Linked DNA regions of Gasterosteus aculeatus: region 2 is linked to region 1. A link is a contact called in public Hi-C data. All regions are on one chromosome and are shown on one strand. Each heading gives the region's core, a stretch centred on a gene start, on an enhancer-like site or on the middle of the called end of the contact. The rest is flanking DNA. Distances are from core to core; before and after follow the strand shown.

Region 1 (3,477 bases), core at 429-2,928:
GCAAACTCTGGGCGAGGACGCTCCTGAGGGAACACCGCGAGCCAATGGGTCAGACTTGAATAGATTCTCCAGAGGTGACGCCGCTAACTCCATTGACATAACAGAAGAAAATGATCAAATACATGTATGTATTATAAATTCTGTGTAAAACGTTCCGTGGACGTGTGTCGTATTTCATACTGGACGCAAGTAAGAGAGGAAGGATTGTGAGACCTCTTCTTCATGGAAGTCCATGCAGTCCCAGTGATGGGACAGGGTGGCCATCTTCCTCTTCCAGTACTCCAGGAAGGTCACGGCCCAGAAGGACATGAACACGCTGAAGAGGACTGTGCCTGGGTGGTCAAACAAGTAGCCCAACTGCAATGCAGACAGTACATCCAATTAAAGTATTTATGCATTTTAATGAAAAATGAGTATAAACAGGTTAGGTGGCAGATGTTTGTTACCTTGGCCATGGTGCATGTGTCAGACATGTTCCAGGCCTTGCATGTATTACAGAGAGGACACATCAGATAACTAGCTTCGCTGTTACAGATGTCTTTACTGTTGACACATAGACACAGATCAGTTACAACATTCAAACAACGACTGCTTTCCATATTCCTACTAGACATTAACTTGAAAAGTGAAGCCTGGACTGAGAAGCGTCGATCTTCCTTATTAACATGGTGATTATCATGCAGCATGAGGTGACTGCAGCTACTTTCCACGGACTGCTCTCCGACTATTCTACATTAATCAGGGGCTCTACCAAAGAACCAATAAACCTCATCAATCTGAGACCTTGGGTCGTGTTCTTTCCTGAGATATTGATTTCTTATTGACTCTTTTTCTTTATTTCTTTTACTGAAACCAACAGGGTGCCATAGAACGAGAATGGTTAACACAATCCACTGCTGAAGGAATCTTAGGGTACAAACACACTTGAGGGTGTGTTCCATGATGCTGTTTAGGTAGAGTGGAGTCCACTGGGTCGATGAATAATGAATAAGAATTTGGGAACAAAAACATACTGAATAATTAGGTGGTTTGCTTTGATGCTTTGAGTGGTATGTTTGTACTGAAATCTGTGCCAGCTTTAGATAACGCATAAGACTGTAAGTAGAGATTTCTGCACAATTTAAGTCGTCATTTAAGAATCTCTTGTCTGTGTGTGAAGTGGGAAGCTGGACTACAGCAATGTTACCAAACGTGGAAACCGCACTGCAGGAACAAGACTGCTAGAAGTCACTGCCCCCTGCTGTTATCTTCCATTAAATATTTCCATGTAAATAGACTTTAAGATTACTCATTTTTGGCAGATTTTTTAGGCCAATTTACATTTACTTTTCTGAAACGAATGAAATGTCTATCTGTGACATGATAAAAAAATATGTGAATATGTTATTTATTGTGTTATTTCCACTACTGTATATACTGGTAGTATAATACTAATACAGTACTACTCATACTACCAATACTAATACAATAGCATACATATCAAAACAAATAATATTGTAAAATTGGTGGAACTCCAATTTAAGATTTAGCGTGACATTCTAAATAAACTGCCTATTGCTCATTTTCATTCATCTTGTGTTCTGCAGTTACAGATGCAGGTGTGTGGACTCACGCTGGCGCGTTGGAACCCATGGACAGGACTCCAGACACAAACACCAGGGTTCCAACCACAGCCGCCGGCAGCAGCCACGCTGTGTAGAAACCTGCAGGGACACGAAGCTCCGTCAGCTGATGCCGGCATGTGCGATTACGTTGCTGTTTGGTGCCTTGAATATCCTTGACGAAGCGCTCGGTCAAGCCATGCAAAAGATGAACGTGTTTGAATATACTTTAGTATAACATACTTCACTCCTCATACCAAGATGTAAAATGTGCACTAGATGGATCCCTCCTAGATACATCTACCATGCAGGAGTAGCCTAGACCGATGTGTTGTACAGTGTGTTACATTGTTGAGGACTATTCATTTCATAGTATGTTGGATGCACAAACACGTATCCCGAGTTAAGAAAGTACGTATACCTCATAGAAGCCTTTCAAAATGACAAGTTAAAAAACGCTATCTGCTGATAAGCACCATGAGATGCAAATGAAAGCTGCAGAAAAGCTTTTGCAAACTATTCATTTCAAAGCACTGAAGCTAATGGGTCTAAATACAAACCAATATTTACCCAGCCAGGCAAAGTAGAGTGCAATCTTCTCTCCAAAGTACTCCCTGATGTGGTCCAGAGGTTGGTACTTGTACCATTTCCACCAGCGGGCCCAATAGTGGTAAAGAATCTGCCTCTGGTTCAGCTCGTCAGGACGGATCTCGTGCTTTGGAAGCTGAAAGGGACCCTGGGAGAAAGAAAAGAATAACTTGGTTAGAGAAAGAACAGAGCACGAGCTTTTCATTCGATTAAAGAAGAAATAAATGATATCGGACCTCGTGCAGCGGGAAAGCTGCCGTGTACACGCCTTCGTTTACCAGTCTGTCCACACCAACCTCAGCCCTCTTCCTTCTGCCGTACACCGTCCTGGCAAGAATCTCGTACACCTGAAATGGCACAGCGAACGCTCATTTGACGAGAGCCACAGAGCACACGCGCTGCAGAGGACGCCCTGTTACTCACAACACGGTGCCTCTGTGCGTTGGTGAAGAAGGACTGTTGGTCGTTGCAGCCTAGGAACCTATAAAAGAGAGACACATATACACTTTTATATATTGACAAACTTAATCTTAACGGATCCTACCATTTATTTTTGTTACTTAGAACACACCTGTTCATCTTTGACTTGCGAAAGGCACATGTGTAGTAGTCCAGCGGCCTGTTTGGCACCGACTCCATCATCGCGTTAGGTATGCACAGTCTCTTCAGAACCAGAGCAGATGTGTTCAGGTCCAGGTTGGCCTGGGCCTGCAAGTTAAACACATAGAGAATGAAGAACATTTATGCTTCTTCTCTTAATAAAGTCAATATTTTGCTGAGAGCAATCTTAGAGCTTGTTAGGAATGTTGAAATCAACCGTTTGGGGCAGTAAGTTTGACCTCTGCCCCCCCGACCCTCTAACGATCTAAAGCAGTATAAAAGATGAAGGACTATATTTCATAAAGGCCTAATGTTTATACCACGTTTCGTCCCGAAATCCGTAATCCAAGCCTCATGGCTGTTACTAAAGAACGGGTATATTGTCTGAGAACAACACATTTCTAGTATAGTAATTTATAATGCACATATTGAAAGAGCTTGTTTCACCATATTATAGTTCAGTGTATCATCAAGCCAAAGGGCGGGCATCTAAATGTCGTTCCAGCTCACGGTTGATGAGGTATTTCAGGCTGGACTCACACCTGATGGGCTCGGAGTATCATTCATAAAACATCACAAAATCCATAAACAGCCACACTGACCTGCAACGGAGCCCTCAGACAGAGTTCCTCCGCGTAATACAGCAACACCTCCCAAGGAGCGCTAAGTTTCAGAAAGTGAATCGTTT
Region 2 (3,477 bases), core at 607-3,106, 37 kb before region 1:
TGTGTGGTGCGTTATGTGCAGACAGCTGGGCTCTGGAGATCTCTGTCTCAACAAAAAAAAAGTGTTCCTTTTGATATCTGCGTATGTCATAAAATGTTGCAATTACATGGTTCTTCATGGTGTTTGTGAATTTGAGGAGAAAAGGGAGATGTGAAAGAGTGCTTTAAAATAGACGTACATTAGGTAATTTAAAATGCTTCATTACACAAACAGAACACAAAATTAGTAGTGCAGTATAATAAAGAAATTATAGTATTGTATGTAGTGCTGTAGTAATGTAAATTAACCTAGTGGTGGTGTAACAGTATAACACGATATGGTAAAACTTAAAATGGCTGGTACATTATAAATATGAAGGTATATAAGTGTAATATAAGTTATAGCAAAACAATATTCGGTATAGTGTTGCATATTGTAACTATTAAGTCTGCAACCAGGCCTATCCATCAATCTGTACACTTATGTGTGGACGAAAGACAAACAACACAGCTCCTCTGTGACTCAACTAAAATCCATACACATAAAAATGATCAGCTGATGTTCTCAGGAAACGTGGCACTTTGTGTTGTGTCCGTAGTGATGAACTCCGTTGGCATACAACCGACACTTCCGAATCACAAAGGCAAAAAAGTATATATATATATATATTGACATCACTGGAGTTGGTTGTAATACGTGATTAGTGGGAGGAAATGGCAGACAATCGATTGTCATTAACACTCAGTCACCTCTTCAGGGAAGGTGTGTGTTTCTCACACAACACTGTGAAAACTGTTAATTTACAGCGAGGAGGAGTGTTTTTAATACTGTAACTATTAAATATTTTACACAAACTATTTACTAATGTAAAATACTAGAAGAACAAGCCTGGCAGTAGCTGAGATAATGTTCCATACTTTAGCCCCTCTACAAGGCTGGCTTTCTTTCATTCGCTGTACAATTATTGTCAATCAATTGTTAGTAGTGTTGCAATAAGAAGTCACCTATTGGCAGTTATTGTTGTTATACAGGTGTTTGTGAGGTGTTTGTACAGCTTTCAAACACAATAAGACATAATCAAAACAATACATTAACAATCATTTTAATAATACATATTAAATCGTCACTGCACCTTTCTTCAACCTATTTCTCTAGCAGGCTTGGCACATAGGAGGAGTTTCATTTTGTTGCAATCTGCAGCCTCACCGCCAAGACTGCATTATAAGCTCTATGACACCTAGTGGAAGCCCTATGATACCTAGTGGAAGCCCTATGATACCTAGTGGCAGCTCTATGATACCTAGTGGCAGCCCTATGATTTCTTCCCTTTTTTCCCTCTTGTAAGGGTTTTTTTCATTTTTTGGGGAGTTTTTCCTGTGCCGATGGTGGGTTTCGGGGCAGAGGATGTTGTATGTGTACAGACTGTAAAGCCCTCTGAGGCAAATTTGTAATTTGCGATTTTGGGCTATACAAAATAAAATGACTTGACTTGACTTGACCTAGTGGCAGCTCTATGACACCTAGTGGCAGACTTATGAAATCTATTGGCAGCATGAGAAACACCACAGTCAGAACAAGACATTAGAAACAGTCAAGTTCTAATGTTGTTATTCAAAATGTTGTTAGAAAAAAAGAAGAAAAAGGTTATATTAAATGATGTTGAAAAAAATAAAATGTAGCAGGTTTAGTACGACGTAAAACATCATTGTACATTTTATTTATGGTCGACTTGTTTACTTTAATGAAGGTAAACATTAACATTTGAGGCAAAAGAAAGTATATCAGTCTCTCATCTTATGTCAAGTTGCCTCACTTCTCAGCTACGCCTCCTGTACATGGAAAGCCTCAGAAAAGCACTCGGTGTACAACCCCTCCCACCATGTCACTGTAATTTAAACCAGGAAGATCAACACAGGGCGACAGTTGTTGTTGCTTATTGTTTTCATTGCAGCACCTCATATCTGCATTTCATAACTCACAATTATTTCACTTGTCTATGAATATTTATTAGTTCATGTTACCATCTTTCCCAACAGGATCCTTGCTTCATTTTGATGCATGACAACAAAAAGGCTGGCAGCATCGGAGCCTTACTTATCAGCATGTAAGTGGACGTAGCAGCTGCTTTTTTACATCTGCAAAGGGCAAGGTTTAATAAGCAGCAGAATTAGTTTGTATTAGTCATGCTAAAGCGTCATCAAGTTCCCATTCTGAGTTCAGACCGTCAATAGAACAAACAACTGAGGAAATGGTTAATTTCTCTGCCGACAGCCAACTGACAGGAAGGAACAACTACAAAGCTGTGACCCAACGCTTTTTTTTTTTTTTACCACTTTTATCTTCAATTCCTCTTTGACAGCGGTAACACCTTTTGTCCTTGTGGCTCTGTTTAATTATAAACTACATGCTGGCAAAAAGGGGGAACTAGAGCTTAGCAGCAACACCCCCTCCCTTCTCTTCTTTAGCACACAATATCCTCTTTTGGACCCAACCAGCCCCCGTTTTTCTGTTATCTCTTTGGTTTAAGTGTGGCGCGCACACACACAGCGGGGATGATCGTCTGGGCAGATGGTGCTCAGTTTGAGGACTAGAAGCTGAGACGGAAGGAGAGGGACACACTCCTCGTCCAACATGGGATGCTGCAGTGTGACCCAGAGCCATACAGGGGTGGACGAGGTGGGCCCCGACGAGATCGAGCTCCTGGAACTCTCCGGAGACAATTTAGGGTAAGACATGGTTCCATAATTTAATGGTGAGAAATGCTCAAAAATAGAAAAGTAAAGGTGGGGAAGCAGAGTTGTGTGTCTGTGTTTGGATCCCGGAACCAAATGCAGATTGGCTAAAATGTGTGGTGGTTATGGTGGTTATCTTCAGAGCTTTAGAGAGTAACTTTTAGTTTTGTCTAAATGTGCTTTTGTGTATCGATGAGTTCTGCAGGAGGAAGCAGCGACACTGGGAAGTTAATAAAGCATTTTACAGTGCATCCGGAAAGTATTCACAGCCTTATTCCAAAATGGATTAAATTCATTATTTTCCTCAACATTCTACACACAACAACCCATAATGACAAAGTGAAAACTGTTTTTTGCAAATTTTTGCAAATCCGTTAAAAATAAAGAACGAAAACATAACATATACATAAGTATTTTGTAGCTGTTTCTCTTTCAACCTCTGTGTTTTTTTCTTTAGCTGTAAGTGGGTCACATTTCGCATTTACGTGTAAAGCCTAAGAAGAGGAAGCCTCTCGCATAACCTTTGTCAAAGCTGCAGCGTAGTATCAATGATGTACACACGAAATGCTTCTTTTCTCACGGTAACAGGATGTGCTTTTACAAAGAAATCCTCCAGGTTAAACAGAGAATAACAGATCAATCTGCCTTTAACCACCATAAAAGCACCTGCAGTACAACACATTATATCCATATGTTTTCCACTTAGCAGCACGCAGCAGAACAACAAGACTGGTGAACTAATTGGCTTCTATTTACTAAACATGAA

Evidence for each region. A called contact is a pair of places that touch in the nucleus more often than the background predicts.
Region 2: a contact with region 1 is called in a Hi-C map of tail fin, with 3 times the contacts expected there. The contact joins the promoter of LOC120829334 here to the enhancer-like site in region 1. A contact is called at or near these places in 2 of 6 Hi-C or Micro-C datasets (tail fin and whole body).

Annotation. Positions count from the first base shown.
Region 1 is chr2:16,253,357-16,256,833 of fGasAcu3.hap1.1, reverse strand. It overlaps ano11 (anoctamin 11), which reads right to left. Exons shown (of 24, transcript XM_078084925.1): 5 at 3,392-3,477; 6 at 2,761-2,897; 7 at 2,613-2,670; 8 at 2,426-2,536; 9 at 2,172-2,337; 10 at 1,613-1,703; 11 at 447-543; 12 at 214-357; 13 at 1-23. Among protein-coding and RNA genes, the nearest start is that of ano11, 4.0 kb to the right of the region's middle. Within about 2 kb of position 1,678, at least 1 of the 9 cell types and tissues checked has open chromatin away from gene starts, as enhancers often do.
Region 2 is chr2:16,290,275-16,293,751 of fGasAcu3.hap1.1, reverse strand. LOC120829334 (putative pleckstrin homology domain-containing family N member 1) reads left to right here and starts at 1,856. Exons shown (of 12, transcript XM_040193359.2): 1 at 1,856-2,083; 2 at 2,507-2,705. The coding sequence starts at 2,611. ttll10 (tubulin tyrosine ligase-like family, member 10) reads left to right here. Exons shown (of 12, transcript XM_078084980.1): 12 at 1-105.